Regions from separate parts of the Bos taurus genome. Here region 1 is linked to region 2. Evidence: chromatin contacts called from public Hi-C data. All regions are on one chromosome and are shown on one strand. Each heading gives the region's core, a stretch centred on a gene start, on an enhancer-like site or on the middle of the called end of the contact. The rest is flanking DNA. Distances are from core to core; before and after follow the strand shown. Region 1 overlaps SEPTIN9 (septin 9). Region 2 overlaps SEPTIN9 (septin 9).

What was found. A called contact is a pair of places that touch in the nucleus more often than the background predicts.
Region 1: a contact with region 2 is called in a Hi-C map of skeletal muscle, with 4 times the contacts expected there. The contact joins two enhancer-like sites. A contact is called at or near these places in 2 of 11 Hi-C or Micro-C datasets (skeletal muscle and an unstated tissue).

Annotation. Positions count from the first base shown.
Region 1 is chr19:54,620,400-54,623,300 of ARS-UCD2.0, forward strand. The region is part of intron 1 of SEPTIN9 (septin 9); the gene reads right to left. Among named protein-coding and RNA genes, the nearest start is that of SEPTIN9, 55 kb to the right of the region's middle. Within about 2 kb of position 1,327, at least 3 of the 102 cell types and tissues checked have an H3K27ac peak or open chromatin away from gene starts, as enhancers often do. A contact at or near this core is called in skeletal muscle, where this site is marked.
Region 2 is chr19:54,501,274-54,504,336 of ARS-UCD2.0, forward strand. All of the region lies in intron 9 of SEPTIN9 (septin 9), which reads right to left. Among named protein-coding and RNA genes, the nearest start is that of TRNAE-CUC, 170 kb to the left of the region's middle. Within about 2 kb of position 1,303, at least 13 of the 102 cell types and tissues checked have an H3K27ac peak or open chromatin away from gene starts, as enhancers often do. A contact at or near this core is called in skeletal muscle, where this site is marked.

The DNA of each region.
Region 1 (2,901 bases), core at 77-2,576, 120 kb after region 2:
CAACACCACAATTCAAAATCATCAATTCTTCGGGGCTCAGATTTCTTCATAGTCCAACTCTCACATCCATACATGACTAATGGAAAAACCACAGCTTTGACTAGACCTTTGTTGGCAAAGTAATGTCTCTGCTTTTTAACATGCTGTCCAGGTTGGTCATAGCTTTTCTTCCAAGGAGCAAGCGTCTTTTCATTTCATGGCTGCAGTCACCACCTGCAGTGATTTTGAAGCCCCAAAAAATAAAGTTTCTCACTGTTTCCATTGTTTCCCCATCTATTTGCCATGAAGTGATGGGATGCCATGATCTTGGTTTTTTGAATGTTGAGTTTTAAGCCAATTTTTTCACTCTCCTCTTTCACTTTTATCAAGAGGCTCTTCAGTTCCTCTTCACTTTCCGCCACAGGGGTGGTGTCATCTGCATATCTGAGGTTATTAATATTTCTCTGCTGCTGCTAAGTCGCTTCAGTTGTGTCCGACTCTGTGCGACCCCATAGACAGCAGCCCACCAGGCTCCCCTGTCCCTGGGCTTCTCCAGGCAAGAATACTGGAGTGGGTTGCCATTTCCTTCTCCAATGAATGAAAGCAAAAAGTGAAAGTGAAGTCGCTCAGTCCTGTCCGACTCTGAGCGACCCCATGGACTGCAGCCTACCGGGCTCCTCCATCCATGGGATTTTCCAGGCAAGAGTACTGGAGTGGGGTGCCATCTCTAGGCAATCTTAATTCCAGCTTGTGCTTCATCCAGCCCGCATTTTGCATGATATACTCTGCATAGAAGTTAAATAAGCAGGGTGACAAGAGGCAGCATAGCTTCCCCCAAACGAAGCTGGGCGGGCAGCCTGCACCCAGTCCTGGGGGATGGGAGTCCTTGTTGGCAGCAGTACCTCTGGGTCTGGGAAGACCCTCCCAGCAAGCAGCGAGGACCACACCGTGCATTATTCAAAGATTCAGATGCTGGTTTTCTCCTGAGCATGGAAACTCCAAACCTCAACACGTGCTTCTAAAGCCTCCATGGATTTTGCACAGATCCCATCACGTCCCTTGCTGTGAAGTCTTTTCAATGCTGCGGCCACCATGGGTGGGATGTAGGTCTCCACCCACCAGGCAGGAGCATGGGATGGGCACGTGACCCCGGAGCCACTGTCAGGCTCTCTACAAACAGCTGTGCGACACACACGAACGGGCACAGCAGCCGGGACACAAGACAAGACCGCTCAGTGGCCAGCGCCGCAGAGCGGAATCCTGGCAGCCATCTACGGGGCTGGGGGGAAGGCGGGGGGTGTGCGTTTGCACAAGCTCTTCGCACACGTGTGGCTGACAATCACCCCCACACCCAGGCCCGGGAATCTGGCCCAGAGCCTGCCGGCAACAGGGTGCTGGTAATCCCCAGCTGCTTCCCTGACGCCACTCAGAGATGCTGTCCAAGGCGGAAAGGAGAGAGTGACTGTTTTCAAGGTCACACACCCAAAGGGGGACATGGAACCAGAGGACAGAGACAGGCGTTTGGGCCAAAGCCATCAGCTCTCCGTCATGTGGGTCAACGGGCAAGCACAGACCCATTCGTTCAGCACTTTTATTGAGCAACTACCAAGGGCCCAGCAGCTTAGAGCATCCGGGTAACCCAGCTCCTGGGAAACATCTTGATCCTTTCCTGGGCCTGATGTCCTAGGAAGAACTGGGCTTTGGGTATCACACGGACCTAAAAGGAACTCTTGGCTCGGCTAAACTGCTGGAGGAGTCCGCACAACTTACTCAACCTCTCTGAGCCTGTTTCCTTGTAACATGGTACCTGTGCCTGCTGCACCCTGTCTCAGCAAGATGATGCCGCAGGCACCCAGCACTGGCCTGAGTCCCAGGACTCGTTGAAGAAAGTGTGGCAAACAGGCGGCAGGCCTTGCACTGCGCTCTGCTCCCTGTGGGAAATACTCAAGTGATGATCCATCCGGGCTCATCTGAAGGCACAGGGAGGTCGCAGCAGGAGGCAGGCCAGGCCCCTCCAGCTGCTTCTCCTGAAGTTTGCCCAGAGAGGGGAAATTAACACCTCAAGCGCCTTTTCCTCCCCGGACAGCTGCCTGGATCCCTGAGCAAGCCCGCTGGCCAGGCGGCCGGCTCCACGATGGCAGGAGGGGCTTGTGAGGGTGGGTTTGAACTTGACCAGTGACCTCCAGGGAGGAGGGGCTCATTCGGCCCTCCCCTCCAGCTGGGAAGGAGGGTCCAGGCTGGGCTGGGACACTGGAGAAATCCACTTCCTGGGAGCGGGGCCACACTGGAGGGACCAGGCTACAAGGAGGTCCCTCAGTGCCTGAAGCAAGATGGGGCCAAAGGGTCTCCCTGACAGGGGCCCTGGCTGGTGGGACACTGCTTCACATCCGAGAAGAAAGAGCAACAAGGGGAGAGCGTGGGAGTGCGTGTGTATGAACGGGGTGAGGCTGTGGGTAAAGGAGACAGGAGGAAGTCCCTGACCCTTCTATGCCTCTGTTTCCCCATCTAAAAGTGGGACAACACTACCTACCTTTCAAGAGCTGTTACAGCACAAAAATCATTAATATTTATTACAGGCTTAAAACAGGGCCTGGCACAAAACCACTACTCTAGATTTGCTAAATAAGTAAAAATAAGACACATGTGGGACTTCCCTGGTGGTGCATTGGTTAAGGCTCCACGCTTCCACTGCAGAGCACACGGGTTCGAGTGGGACACCAGTTCAATCCCTGGTTGGGGGACTAAGATCCTGCATGCCGAGAGGCATGGCCAAAAAAAACAAAGGCACGCTATCATGTGCTTAACAACAGAGCTTGCATATCGTGGCATTGATAGCTAGTGGTCTTGAATCCTCCCATTAGAACCAACACAGCCTCGAGTGCTGAGCCTTGTTCTAGGGACCCTGGAGCAGGAGGGTCTCTG
Region 2 (3,063 bases), core at 53-2,552:
ACTCATTGGAAAAGACCCTAATGCTAGGAAAGATTGAAGGCAGGAGGAGAAGGGGACGACAGAGGATGAAATGGTTGGATGGCATCACCGACTCAATGGACATGAGTTTGAGTAAACTCTGGGAGTTGGTGATGGTCAGGGAAGCCTGGCGTGCTGCAGTCCATGGGGTCTCAAGGAGTCGGACACAACTGGGCAACTGAACTGACTGACTGCCAGCCGGCAGGGGGGCCAGGGTGGTAAAAGGCCGAGTGCCCCACCCTCCAACTCAGGCTTCCCAGGTGGCACTAGTGGTAAAGAACCCGCCTGCCAATGCAGGAGACATAAGAGATGTGGGTTTGATCCTTGGAATCAAGAGCATGGCAGCCCACTCCAGTATTCTTGCCTGGAGAATCCCATGGACAGAGGAGCCCGGCAGGCTGCAGCCCATAGGGTCACACAGGGTCGGACACAACTGAGGTCACTGAGCGTGCACGCACACCCCCTACCCCCATGCCGAGCCTCCAGTGCTCTGATTGGCCTTTCCTTGCTTTGTGCCTGGGCTCTGTCCTCCTTCCTCTCCCATCCCCTATCCTGCAGGGCTGCGCCCACAGTAGAATCCTCTGCTGGCTGGCTCTCACGCAGCCTTTCCATCTAACGTGGAGAAACACTGAGAGTTCAGGGAAGGATGGGGCTCTGAACCTGAAATGACTGACCACTGCATCCCAGGTTGGGCAAGTTATTCTGGCCTCTCTGAGCCTCCATTTCCTCATCTGTAAAATGGGCATAATAATGCCTCCCACCTCTCAGGGGTGGAAGAGGATGAAATGAGTTAACTGTGTGCTTTATCACATCCACCCTCCTCTGAAAACACTCGGGCAGCTTCCAAGGATGAGTAAAGTACCTCAGGACGGTGGTGCGCAACCCAGGAGGAGGAAGAGGGAACTGGGCCTGGAGAGGGTGGGGATGAGGAGAGGCACAGAGCAGCCTGCTCTCCGGTCAGCTCTCAATTCACAAGGTCCCAGAGATTAAAAAAAAAAAAAAAAAGTCACCAATGTCTTGGGGAAGTTCAACTACTCTAATGGCAGAAACTCCTTCTGGGACCTCACGAAGGCTGCTGGGAAGTCAGAGCTACCCCCCGCCACCATCTTTAAAGGTTCCGTGGGGCTGTTTCTCATCACCACCCTCAACGTGGGCTGGCAGCACCACAGCAAGGCACAGATCATTCAAAGCGCAGGCAGGATCCAGGCCAGAGCAGGGGAGCGCGGACACAGAAAACCAACCTCCCTAATTTCCCAACAATTTCCTTTACCGGATGCCGGCAGGGCCCAAGTTGGCCACCAGAGGGCAGCAGAGGCTATCAGAAGCGGAGCTGCCCTTCCCTGCCCCTCCCCAATGGCCTTTTCTTTTTCGTTTTCCTTTTTTCAAATGTACTCGGGCTGCGCCACGTGGCGTGTGGTATCTTGGTTCTTGACCAGAGATCAAATCTGTGCCCCCTGCAGTGGAAGTGTGGAGTCTTAACTACTGGCCTGCCAGGGAAGTCCCCCCACTGGCCCCTTATCCCAAATCCTCCAACACACTTTACAAAAAGGTTTCTAAACAGCAAGATTTCAGGAAGAAGAGAAATGGAAGAGGAGGGGCCAAAACGGGATGAGCCCAGGATGCAGCCTAATTGAGACATCTAGGCGGGACAGGGAGGTGAGGGAATTTAACAATAATCCAGGTAAAATGAGCCTGGGAGTGCTCTATTAGATCAGTTTTCATTATATCATTTACTGCTAATACAATGAAAGTATATGAAAAATTAAAGTATCTGCTGTCCTGAAAGCTCCGATGGTCTTTGAGACATTCTCTGATTTCACTAAACTCTTGGCACAAGGTGCTCACTTTATGGACGGCAAAAACGGGACCCAAGGGATGATGGGACATGCCCAACGTCACAGGGACGTGCCCAAGGTCATGAGCTGGGTGTGGGATGGGGTGGTAGCAGCGGGAGTTGAAAGCAACTGCTGAATTTTCTGCTTCTTTCTCTATGCTAGGCCTTTCAGCCAAGTGAACAAGGAGCAAAGTGGTCCATTTTAATCTGCTCTAGAGAGAGAAGGACAGAACAGAGAGAGGGGGAAGGACACGCCCAGGTCCACCCCGCCTAGGGTTGTGGCCACCTGCGGTGGGTTGGATGGTGTCCCCCAGACGTCCAGCTCCCAACCCTGGGCATCAGTGAACGGGACCCTATTTGGAAAAAGAGTCTGTGAAGGTGTAATTAAAGCAAGGATTTCAGGGACTTCCCCAGTGGTCCAGTGGTTAAGAATCCACCTTCTGATGCAGGGATGCAGGTTTGATCCCTGTTTGGGGAACTGAGGTCCCACATGCCAGGGGCCCCCTGAGCGCCACAACTAGACCTGATGCAGCAATAAATAAATAGATCTACCTCAAGAGGGGATCATCCTGGATTTAGGGGGGCCCTAAGGTCAGTGACAAGTGTTCTTAGAAGAAGAAAGACACAGGAGCACAGAGGAAGGCAGAGCAGAGACCACAGGGCTGAACCTACATGCCAAGGTCAGCCCGCAGCCACTAGAAAGCGGGCAGGGAACAGAGCCTCCCTCGAGGCCTCCAGAACACTGAGGATGAACTTCTGTTTTAAGCCACCCAGTCTGTGCTGGTCTGTTGCAGAAGCCCCAGGACATGAAGACGTGGGGGTCCTGGAACTCCGAGGGGGCAGGGAGTGGGGAGGGCATCTGGTTCTCAGCTGGACAGAGCTCCAACCCAGCCCTTTCCCCAGGCCCAGAGAGGCAGGGTGACTTGTCCAGGGTCACACAGCATGCCTGGAAAACCCCAGCACCAGGACCCTGGCAGAGCCCGTCATACCTCCTTCCTGCCTGGATGTGGGGGACTGGGACGGAGGCACGGCTCAGTCAGCTAACGGCTGTGGGCCCGGACAAGACACCTAGCCCCTCATTTCCTGCACCAAGCAGGAACCACGGGAGCCCTTCCTGTGGCCGAATGGGCAACAGACGAGGTCCCAAGAGCACCCGGTCAGGCCCGGGTGCACAGCTCCCGGGTAGCAGAGGCAGCTTTCCTCCTGGCCTG